Linked DNA regions of Zea mays: region 1 is linked to region 2. Evidence: chromatin contacts called from public Hi-C data. All regions are on one chromosome and are shown on one strand. Each heading gives the region's core, a stretch centred on a gene start, on an enhancer-like site or on the middle of the called end of the contact. The rest is flanking DNA. Distances are from core to core; before and after follow the strand shown. Region 1 holds the start of LOC100281089. Region 2 holds the start of LOC100272289 (nitric oxide synthase interacting protein).

Evidence for each region. A called contact is a pair of places that touch in the nucleus more often than the background predicts.
Region 1: a contact with region 2 is called in a Hi-C map of ear, with 2.3 times the contacts expected there. The contact joins the promoter of LOC100281089 here to the promoter of LOC100272289 in region 2. A contact is called at or near these places in 3 of 25 Hi-C or Micro-C datasets (ear, endosperm and leaf).

What each region holds. Positions count from the first base shown.
Region 1 is chr9:142,046,328-142,052,378 of Zm-B73-REFERENCE-NAM-5.0, forward strand. LOC100281089 reads right to left here and starts at 4,117. Exons shown (of 3, transcript NM_001154008.3): 1 at 3,739-4,117; 2 at 1,794-2,387; 3 at 243-1,656. The coding sequence starts at 3,990. The coding sequence ends at 754.
Region 2 is chr9:141,869,647-141,876,157 of Zm-B73-REFERENCE-NAM-5.0, forward strand. It overlaps LOC100272289 (nitric oxide synthase interacting protein), which reads right to left and starts at 3,732. Exons shown (of 5, transcript NM_001146776.2): 1 at 3,258-3,732; 2 at 2,033-2,146; 3 at 1,862-1,943; 4 at 806-1,071; 5 at 1-35.

The DNA.
Region 1 (6,051 bases), core at 2,867-5,366, 180 kb after region 2:
GACCCAACCAACACTATGCACGGGTCGGATGCGGGCCATGCCAAGCGACCCATGACCCAATCTAAACACAATCCGACGTTTGATCAGGTCGTCACGCTTACCGGTGCTATAACAAGGTTTGAAGAACCACGCGGACATAACTCTCGTTGAGCATCCGTTTGGTTCACATATTGGTAACGTAATGAGTAATCGATAACGTTAAATTATGTTTGTTTAAGTCCAACCGTAATCGATATCACACTATAAATGGATATCTGCTTATTCAAATTTGTTACCGCTGGTATTCGAGTGTGAATCGTTATCATTACCATTTACGTTACATTTCGTGAACCAAAAGGCACTTAATTGCAAACATGAAAATTGGGAAGGATCTATCGGTCGCCTTCACGAGACGAAACCCAAACGATGCGCCTTGTGCCCCTGTGTGTGACCTGTTCCAACACGGGGAGAAGCCAAGGAAGACGGAGAGAGCATCAGGATTCCGACTTCTTCACGCGCGTGCGACGGTTGGCGTTAATTCTTGTCAAGAAACGTCATCACCTCCGCATCTGTTTCCTGCAAACCGGACAATCTGATACAGTTCTTACTTATATATCGGATCTGGTCTGAACTTCTGGTTTCAGAACGATACAAGCAAAGCACTCAAGTTATTAGGCATCTTCAGAACTCATGAATTTTATATGCGCGACTTGGAGCAAGATTCTGAGTTGTTGCCATGGCATCACACGCTATCGCCGTCGGCCCCCAGATCTCTCACATCCTGCTCTTCTTCACAGGGCCGAGCTCTTTGGCTCTGGCCCTCAGCTCGTGCTTCTTGATCTTCCCCGTGGCCGTCTTGGGCAGCGGCCCGAAGATGACCGACTTGGGCACCCAGTACCCCGGCATCCTCTCCCGGCAGAAGCGCATGATGTCGTTGGCCAGCGCCGCCTCGTCCGACCCGTCGGCTGCTGCTCCGTCCTTGAGCGTCACGAACGCGCACGGCGACTCGCCCCACCGCTCGTCGGCCCTGGCGACCACCGAGACCTCGAGCACCGCCGGGTGCGCGCACAGCACCTTCTCCACCTCCAGGCTGCTGATGTTCTCCCCTCCGGAGATGATCACGTCCTTCATCCGGTCCCTCACCTCGACGTACCCGTCGGGGTGCTTCACGCCGAGGTCGCCCGAGTGGTACCACCCTCCCGCGAACGCCTCCGCGTTCGCCCTGGGGTTCTTGAGGTACCCCTTCATCACGGCGTTGCCCCGCAGCACGATCTCGCCGTACGACTTGCCGTCGGCCGGGACGGGCGCCATCGTCTTGGGGTCCACGACGTCCAGGCCCTCCATCGCGATGTACCTGACGCCCTGTCGGCAGTGCAGGCGGGACCGCTCCTCCAGCGGCAGCTCGTCCCACTCGGGCTTCCACGCGCACACCGTCGAGGGACCGTACGTCTCTGACAGGCCGTACGTGTGCGTGACGCGGAACCCACGGATGGACAGCGCGCCCAGCAGGGACGGCGTCGGGGCGGCTCCGGCCACGTTGACACTGACGACGCGGGGCAGCGGCAGGAAGGTCTCGCTTGCCGGAGCGTTGATCAGGTTGTTAAGGACGACAGGTGCGGCACAGAAGTGCGTCACTCCTTGCTTCGTGATGCCTTCGTATATGGCTTTTGTGCTCACCTGCAAAGTGCGAAATGGTGTTTCAGAAATCAGAATCACCAAATAATTGAGTAGTATATGTAGCTAAAATTAAATGTACCCTGCACAGGCATTTAGGACCAGAATGTCCTCCCTACAGGAACATATGGTTAGCATACCTGGCGAAGACATATGCTTGTTCCGCAGAACGCTGCCAGCGCCCAAGTGTAGCACCAACCATTGCAATGGAACATGGGCAGAGTCCACAAGTAGACAGCCCCTTCAGGCATCCCCCACACGATGGCAACGCTGAGTGCCATGAGATAAGCACCGCGGTGATGCAACACGACGCCCTTTGGGCTGGAAGTAGTCCCAGAAGTGTAGCCTAGGGCGATGCTCTGCCACTCGTCCTTCGGTGGCTTCCAACTGAACTCCGGGTCACCGGTTTTCAGAAACTCTTCATACTCTATGGCTCCCTTTCCCAGAGCATGCTGTAGAGACTTGGGATCACAGGTTGGGTCGCCGATGACGATCAAGATTGGAGGCCGCCTGAAAGCCGATGTCTTCTTCTTGCCAATTATTTTCAGCGATTCTTCGGCTAGGGTGCAGAATTCTTGGTCCACCATCACAACTTCTGCCACGGAGTGTTCAAGGAGGAATGCTATTGTCTCGGCGTTTAGCCGAATATTGACGCAGTTCACAACAGCTCCTGACATTGGGACACCGAAGTGAGCTTCATAGACAGCCGGGACATTAGGAGCTATCACAGCAACCTAAGGAAACCAAAACAAATCAGTCGGTATCAGTAAAGCAACATTTGTATAAAGATAATAAAAAAAGACACACTGGAATACGGTAAGTACCCTAGGGACCACGTAACCAGAGTGTTTATGTTAGTAGCTAAATGGATCATCCAGTTATATTTTTATTAAAATTAGTTTTGTTGCAAACGTGCAGCAACCACACAAATTAACATATACACCATCTGTCACTTGTTGAGTGCCATCTAGATTTCTGTGCCTGTGTCGGTTCGCTTCGGATTAAAGCTGGTTGTTTGGATTACTGCAGCTACAATCCATAAAGACAAAAACACTGTATAATCAGTAGAAGCCGGTACAGATTAAAGTCATATATTAGTAACATTTGTACCTCCAAATAATGGTATTATAAAAATATATGCAACGATCAATCTAATGATACTTCGTAAGTCTCAACAGAGTGACAGAGACAGAGAGGCCAATGTCATGGATAAGACAAAAATAAGATAAGCTTATCTTATTTTGACTAGAAACAGTAGGATTGCCGTATTTCATTTTGCTGAGCAAAGCAACTAGAGTAAGAGATCAGTTCAGGCACCTTCTAGAAGTAAGGGGTATACGTATACCACATTCTGCAGCCACTTGCTGCTGATATGGACTAGACAATTCCACTACATGCTGAATAGGCAAATGAACTATCTGGAACAGGTAATCCAGCATAAATAGCATCTCATCAGAAGAACATAAATAGCGCAAATCAAGCCTATCACTTAACTGCAGCGGTCATCAAACAGGGAAGATCTCAATGCTTAACAGAAGATAACAACTTCTCCAGAGCGGGAGAGCAGGGGAACCTAACGCGGCATGATCATAACATTAATGCCAACTAAGATGCAACACGAAGGGATTGGCTGCAAATTAGGGCCGTATACAGCAATCAGAAAAACTACATATTTTTTAAAATAAAGCACCTGAAAAGAGAGAGAGAGAGAGAGAGAGAGAGAGAGAGATCATGGGGATAACTACACATAGCACACCAGTTTTTTTTTCTTTTCTTTTTTGAAGTAGAAAAGAGTACATGTCCATCTTGCACAGGTAGCAATCAGGGAAAGGGCCTCCTGGTTATTGCAAATGGCTCATCTTGCATAAAAAAAGGCTACTGAAATTCTAATCACTGTACGCTCAGGTCCTGTCCAAATCTCCAAGGTAGCATAGTTGAAAACTAAGTTCTCTACTCCATAAAAAAAAAGTACCAAAAAACCCGACACAGTCCACATGTGTCGATCTATGTGCACGGGGGGAGAAATCATAAATTGCTATTAAAAATGAGGAAACAGAACCAGAGAAGGAAGTTGAGTAAACTCACCGTGCTTCCGTGGCCGACGGATAGGCGCGCGAGGGCGGATGCGAGGCGGCGGCAGCGGCGATAGGTGTCAGCCCAGGTGTAGCGCACGGGGCCGTGCACGACGGAGGCCCTGCCCGGATGCGCCAGCGCCGCGCGCTCGAGGAACCAGAGCGGAGTGAGCGCCGTGTAGTTGGCGTCGTTCCGCGGCAGATCGTCGATGTCCCGCTCCGGCGCCGCGAACCCGCTCACCGGTCCCGTGGAAGTGGAACCCATCCTCCTCTCCCTCGCTCGCTCTCTGTCTCTCTCGCTAAAACTGTGACGAGTCGGACACTAGAGAGTACCGATCAGTGTCGAAATTGTGATTAGAGAGAGTGAGAGAGTGGAATGGGAAGAGGAGGATACCAACCAGGCGATGTTCACAGGCATTTATAGTTCCGAGAGAAGTGAAGTCTCGCGCGGCGCCGTGCGGGCGACTTGTACGCCAGAACCACCGTCCGATGAGTAACGGGCGGTCGGGATCTGTCTAGCGTGGGAGGCAGCGGACTTTCAATTGGAGTTGGCCTTCGCAACCACATCACTGGCACGGGTCCAGCGGAATGGGCCGGACGAGCCTTTACGTGGGGACGGGCACGTGTACTGGCGTACTTGTGTCGAGCCCTGTGGCGGCGGGCCCATGGGCTGTTGAGGCTGGTCAGTTTAGCCCACATAGATCAGTACGATTTCTCGATTCCATTCCCCCCTCCCCCTCCTCAAAGTTGACAGAATGCTACAGATTGCTGCTAGTATCCAAAATCCCTAAAAGCCTCAATTATCCTCATGCTTGGCCGTTTTTGCTAGAGCAGCCGCAAGCTGCAAGATGACTGTCGATTTTTGTCCTCGTTTCCGCGCCAGCTGATGCATGTGCATGACAGGACAGCTGACAATCCCTGACGCAGTGCCAAGCCGTGCTGATGCGAGTGAGGTAAGGGATGATGCAAGCGGCGGCAAGTGGCGGTATCCGCGTGCTCTGCTCTCCTGTCGTGGTTCAATGCACCGGTCGAATGCTGGTATGCAACGAATTAAGGGCTAGTTTGGGAGTCCAAATACCGGAGGGGATTAGAGGGGCTAAAATCCCCTCCTTATTTAAAATTGAATAAGGAGGCAATTTTATCCCCTCCAATTCCCTTTGATTTTGTGGCTCCCAAACTAGCCCTAAGGGTAGCAAATAGGTCTATTTGTTTCCCTTCATTTTAATAAATTAGAATATAACTAATGAAGAAGATTTTTTTATAATATGTCATTTTCATAACTTTCCGAAGTATTTATATAAGTCTATTTCAAACTCATAAAGTGTGAGATAAAAATTGATTTTATAGATAACATGCTATTTTTCTAATGTATAATTTATAGCATATTATTCTACTTTGTTCTCTATAATATAAATGTAGCGTATAACTATCTTTCTAATATGGTTTAGGATAATTTACAAATATATTAATTTAATTAGTTTATGTCTAAATTATAATTATTAGAATGAAATTCAATTCCAGCAAAAACAAACGGAGCCTTATGGAATCGGTGAACCTCGCTACGGTGCAAAAATGAAGTGCCCAAATACACCGACGATTTGAGAATGTTGCGGACTTGCGGTCCTACTGAAAGTTCAGCAATGCCCGTTTGTATTCTTGAAATTGGTATCTATCCTAATGATCTAATGATTATAAGTTATGCATTGATTGATTTATTTACTATAATATATATAGTATATATTGTTATTGGTATATAAGAAATATATTTATTATAAGAAATATATTTATATGCTATACTTCAATAGTTAAAGAACAAGTTCAAGAGTGTACTGAAGTTGTATAGTAGAATGTCGCATCATAATCCATAGAATCAATTTCTAACTCTCGCGCTATATAAATTTAAGATATGTTTGCATCTAAACTTTAGAAAGTTATGCAATATCAAATTCAAGTCGAGTACTTTAATCTATTAAGTACATTTTATTTGCTCTAAGATAAAAGGATCCAAACGATCTCTGATTGAATTGTAGTCAACGTGGGTTTCATCATTCTTGATTCAACTTGGCGCCAAAAATCTGTTAGGATATCTAAAGAAAAATGATATATCTTTAGGGTGCATACATATTCTATCCTAGTAGTGTGTTGCCATATTTTTCTCATTGGACTGTATATGCTATTGGAATTCATTAAGGACATATCTATGGGTGTTGCAAGCTAGTTAGACTATATATCCAGCCACTGGCGCCTACATTAGAGCTGTAGTTTAGCTTTAAATTCAATCTATCAAGGACAGTATTGCCAATCATCTATTTGTTGAACCTCACCT
Region 2 (6,511 bases), core at 2,482-4,981:
CTTGCTTTTTCTGGACCTCATGTGCAGCTAGCTTGCTGGAAGAACAAGGGTAATAGAAAAGCAGACAGTTTAAGACCAAATACAGAATTTTAAATTTTTGAGGTCTGTCACGAACAATATGAATTCTAGGTAAAGGCAACTACAAGAGGCGTACTATTTTAGTGACCAGTGGCTAATGAACATGGTTGCTGATAAAATGTACTTTAGCAAACAAACATATATTTGCGGGTACAGTGAGTAATGGCAAGGGTCAAATGTTTGATAACGAAACTACATACAAGACCACGAATCAAGACAGTACCGATCCAAAAAAGATAGACAATTTAATCCAAAATATAGGTACGACCTTGCAAAGCAAAATCGAACTCTAGGCGAGATCATGTTGGCCCAAAATTCATGGACACACTTGGCGTTAGGGGGTGTTTGGTTCTCGCTGCCTAAATTTTAGTGACAGTTAATTTTTTATCCCTAAATTGTCAAATTATATAACTAATAAATTAGGTCTCCTACATAGATACTATAGTGACTAAAATTTAGTATCTAAAGGTTAGAAAGGTGACTAAGGGAACCAAACAACCCTAATATCGGCAGAAAAATCATCAGCCGGCTGAGCCTTACACCACTGATATACTAGCCTGAGTCCCATTCTTCCCACAAATACTGTGAAAGTCTGCAGCCTTTTCTCCTCCCTGCCATCGCGCACCCTACTCTACTCCCCCAATAGCCCAACCAACCACCCCCTAAAGCAAGTACGCAATTAACAAGACAGAGAAGTAATTAAAGAGCGTGAACTGTTGCCGCCTACCGCTTGATGTCCTTCTTCTGGTAGAGGAGGCACTCGAGGATGCACTCCTTACAGAATGTGTGGCCCTTGGGGCAGCAGAGCGGGCCGATGAGCGGCTTGAGGCAGAGGCAGCAGGCGTCGAAGGGCTTGATGGAGTCCTTTCCCAGGCGCTCCCGCTGCGTGCCGTACCCGAGCTTCCGCTTCTCCTCGTACGTGAAGAAGGCGAGGTCGTTGTTGTTTTTCGAACTAGTAACTTATGCGCGCCTTGGCGCGCGTTGTGTTCGTTGCTGTTATACAGGTGCATTATTATTTTTGTATACTTCAAGCAAATTTAAGATGCAATTCTTCGTTGCTGTTATACAGGTGCATTATTATTTTTGTATACTTCAAGCAAATTTAAGATGCAATTCATATAGAAAAATTGCAAGGCAGCTATTTCTGGGCTCGTAAGTGATAGTTCCTTCTGCCAAATACACATGATATGTTAGACATAAATATTGAACTACGTGTAGAACTATTTTCTTGTTTGAAATATCATGTAAAAATGGTTGGGGCTAGTAATTTGTTTCACAACAAACAGGAACCATAGATAAACCATTGGAACATTGAACGTAAAAAACAAATGCAAAACCATACACTAGGATTAAGGTTGCAGATTAAGGTCGCAGTGGAAATATCTACGCTAATGCATGTGACTCAGACCTTGAAATATTTGAAAGCACCAGTTTTGGATTTCAGTCTCTGAGAAGGGCTTCCCTCTGCTTTTCATCAGATAATAGACCGCGTTCCTCAAATCACAACAAATACTATAAACTTTAGTGGGCTATGAATTGTCTATACCATAAACTAAAAAACCATTCTCTCTTATGACCTCTTTGAGCTTCACAATGTTTTTATGGTTCATTTTTCGCATGGACTGAATAAAAAAATAACTCAAAAGAATGGCACAGAACATTATAAAGATTATACAGGTTGTGCAGTCTCTGCAGCCTGTGTATTTGCTCTGCAACTATTCGAAAGGTTGTTAAGTGATTAGCACTATTCATTTCTTCTTTTTTGACAGAATCTAGTAGTTACCTTCACAAATCCTGCTTGGATGCCTCAGATGTTAGTTGTCCTAAGCAATTTCTTCTTGCAACTTCTCCACAATGGTTCATTTCTGTCAAACAGAAAATATTTTCATTTAGTTCACTGCAAGATCAATGTTTTCTTGGGGCATTGTAATAACTGACAAAGTTGTAAACAAACCTCAGGATCATCTAATAACCGAAGGGGAGCAGAGTCAGATTGTAGAAGGCCATTCACAATCTCATTACAAATTTCCAGAGCAGATATTTTTGTCACAAATTTCCTCTCAGGAGTCTTAAAAAGAATAATTATGAGTTATAACAGCTACACGCATCTTAGAAAGCAATATACCATAGCAGCAAAAGGCAATGGCTTCCTAAGATTTATGAAGCTCACATTTCGAATCAATTACATTGAGTAGCTTGAATAAAAAAACAAAAGTTATTTACAACAAAATAATATCCGTTTAAATAGCAAGGTGTAAGCAATTCTAGATGGGAAAAAATAGTGTTATGTGTTACAATATTTTGTCAAAATGAAGTGGCAAAGACATACACACAGCATACAATGGTGTCATTGTATCCCGGAATCCACGAAATGCACCCTAAGCCGCAAGCGGCACTATGATCGGTGGAGCACCAAGTGGCATAAGTGTAAGTTGCCAAAATGTGAGGTATGGATTCTACTACATTAAATACACCCTAAAATGCAATGTGTTGAGGACCACAAAGTTTGAGTGGATACATATTAAAGATTATAACGTGGAAGGGTTATATGAAACAAATATAATTAGTTATTATATTCGTTGTTATACTTAGCTGACTGAATGAGTCAGGAGCAGTATGTCTGTAGACAAATGTGGCCCGAAATCAACTGGCCTATCATCGCTCTATAACTGCATAATCTGAAACTGGTGCATAACTTCAGTTTTTGGAACCGAAGCAGACTTTGACAAGATCACACCCTAAAATGCAATGTGTTGAGGACCTAAAACAATTGTGGCTAAAGAATATGTATTATTCAATCAAAGGAAAGAATCTATATTCCACGATGGTGTATTTTAGATTCTTTCCTTTGCTTATTCTATAACTTCAGCACTCATCCAAGTAAAGAATAAACATGAGAGTTTAAAGGAAAGAATATATATTCATCCCAAGAAGCCACCATCGGATGAATATAGATTCTGCACTTTGATTCTTTCCTCTGTATTATTCTTCCCTTCGCTTATTCTAAAACTTCAGCATTCATTCGAGGAAGCAATTACAGCATTCGTCCCGCCCGTGGGGGCACCATAGGTGCTGTTTGTGACGCTCACAAAAAGCACCTCGTCGTGCATCGGGGCTGTACCACCTCCCGGAACACATCCACCTCGTGCTCAGAGCCAGCGGAAGAGAACAGTTCGTACCTGCGGGAAGCGGTGAGACGAAGTCGAAAACTGCTTGAGCGCTGGAAGACTGCATCTCCGAACTCCTCGCTCCAGGTCGCCGAAGCCGGAGCCGGAGCCCGAGCGAACTCATCACCGGCCACTACCGGGGGCGACCTCGCCGGAGTTCCTTTTTTTTACCTATCTCAACGCCCCCTCGGTTTCCTGAAGCACCTGGAAGTCTCCAGCGGTGTGGAGAACTCGGCACAGCCACCTTCGTCAATTCTAGAATGCTCCGGACGCCGGAGGAATCGAACAGACACAGAGAACGCTGGTGTGGATGAGCTGCATCCGTGGCCGTTGATGCAGCATCTTGCGGCTGGGACAAAACATGTTGACGTGGATCAATGTGGGGGCAGATTTTGTACCGGCTTTGTTATATAGGAAATGCCGCTGCGGCATCTTCGCTCGTGCCTCGAATCGTCTTAGCTCGAGAAGGTATTCGCTCGCTTGGAACCCAAGATTTGTTTGACGCGGGGAAGGCAAAGCGGCGAGGCGGATTAATATAGTGACGAGAGGAAGACGGACCTCGAAACCCGCCGCTACCGTCCGTGCACACAAGTGGGCTGGGCCGAGCGGGGTTGACCGTAGGCCGTACGCCGTAGATGTTTTCGGAGTATTGGATAAAATTCCAGAAAAACAAATCAGATGTTAACTGTCCAAACAAAGTGGTAAACTCTATATTGCTACGATTTCTGTTATTCGATGGATATAATTTAGTTTAATAAAGCATAAAAGTATGTGTTCTATTTATTAGATAGGTGTGAATGTAGAGCCAACATTTAAGGTTTGAATCTTTGTGCATAATTTTAACTTATTTTTTCATACAGTACGAAGGCCATAACGACCTTGAAAACTGGTGTTGTTTATAGTCGATCGAGACGAAAAGATATGGTCTTTTTAGAAATAGTTAGGGAGTGAAATGGTTTGTTTAAAATATAATATATTTTTTAAAATCCTCTTGACTTTATTTATGTGTTAGTTTACACAATTTGCATCAACAGATTGGTTTACGTGCAATATGTTCCTAACTCTACTTTGTCTAATGTTCTATATTTTGAACTCTAATTTATCTATAATATCGTTTAATGGTGATAATAGTTTGACTTTAACTTAATAGTTTTATATCTGGTTCTGAACATTCTTTCATCCAATAAACATACCCATAAACACGCAAGTCAAACTCGAAAGTCAAGTCAAGTCAGATGCAGATGGTTAAGTTTGATTGTTTCTTTTATCTTTTAAAAAGGATGTTTAATTTGTCATAATTACAAAAAAAGGTACGATCATGTCAAAAACGGTCTTTCGAAATAAATTATCAACAGTTCTGTCGGCGTTTCGAGACAGGGGGGTCCCTAAGCCGACGAGTGAGTGTGCTGCGTGCCCCAGTCCAGATGGGTCGAGCGCGTGGGCGAGCGCGGAGGGGGGAGAGGCGAGGCGGCCGGAGCCGAGCGTGAGAGAGGTGGAAGTCCCGCGGCCTTCGTGTTCGTCCCGCGCCCAGGTCAGGTGCGCTTGCAGTAGGGGGGTTACAAGCGTCCACGCGGGTGAGGAAAGCGAGCGGCCCCAAGAGAGCGCCTGTCCCGTCCTCGGTCCCGCGCGGCCAACCTTCTCTGAGAAGGCCCTGGTCCTTCCTTTTATAGTTGTAAGGAGAGGATCCAGGTGTACAATGGGGATGTAGCAGAGTGCTACGTGTCTAGCGGGGGGAGAGCTAGCACCCTAGGTACATGCCGATGTGGCAGCCGGAGAGATCTGGGCATCCTGCTGGCGTGATGTCGTGGCTATCGGAGGTGCGGCGGAGCCTGATGGAGGGACAGCTGTTGGGGCGGTCGAGTCCCTGCTGACGTTGTCCTGCTTCCGTAAGAGAGCTGGGGGCCGCCGTCGTCATAGAGCTTGTGGAGCGCCATCATTGCCCCTCTGGCGGAGCTGGCCAGACGAGACGCCGGTCTTGTTCTCCGTGACCCGAGTCAAATCGACGCTTGTGTACTTCTATCTTCAAGTTTTGTCAGACGCTTGTTGCCTTGCTTAACATGTGCAACACAGCCAAATGTACGAAGATGACTGACAGTAGGTTTTGTTCCATGCCATACCTCATATGGAGTGCTCCCTTCATTTCCTTGAGTGGGTGATCTGTTCAGTATGTATACAGCCGTTGCCACAGCCTCCCCCCATAACCAGTTAGGGAGATTCATGGCTTTTAGCATGCTCCGCGCCATTCCCATGATGGTTTGGTTTCTCCGTTCCACCACTCCATTCTGCTCCGGCGTGTACGGTGCTGTCAAGTGTCGCTTGATCCCTTCACTGCAGCAATGCTCGATGAAAGCTTGTGCTGTGAACTCTCCGCCTCGGTCCGTACGGAAAGTTCCCACCTTTCTTCCCGCTTCCACCTCAGCTCTTGCCTGAAAGGACTTGAACGCCGACCCAGGGCCGTTCCTGGTTTTTCGGGGGCCCAGTGCGAAATTCGATATAGAGACCCATCCACACACAAATATATATAATTATATATATATCACCGAATATTTGACGTATAATAAACAGACATAAAATATAGCAAAAAAACACTTATTTGTTATATGATATCATTAAAAATATCTTCTAATATTTTGTGATACAAAGTCATCGCTTATATCATCGAGATCAATCTCATCCAACAACTTTTTTTCGATATATAGAATCGCCAAACCATTTAACCTCTCTTGAGTTATTGTTGACCATAAATAGTTCATAATTTTTTTAAATTTTAAAAAGCTTCTCTCTACCGAAGCAACCATCATATGTATAGTTTATAATACTCTCTCTATATCAAAATATAATATGTTTTGCTTCTTTAGTGGATTTATCATCATCAATATAAACATAAAAATTAAGAGCTAAACCAAATATTATTTTGAAACGGATGAAGTATTCGATAAGTAATTGAGACATTAGTTTAACAATATAAACGAGACTAGTCGATAACTCGATAGCGCATCGCTTTTTGAGTATTTGTGTCTAGAATAGATAGATTTAACAAAAAAATGCTAGCGTCCAGTGGCTAGGGGGCCCTCTGTTTTTGGGGGGCCGGTGCGGCCGCACCCACGGCACCCCCTTAGGGACGGCCCTGCGCCGACATCGCTCCCTCCTTGGAACGCAGAAGAGACACCCACATGTACCTACTCAGGTCATCCACCAAAAGAAAGAAAAACCTGTTACCGCTCAGTGTCGATGGGGTCAGAGGCCCGCAAAGATCCCCATGGATC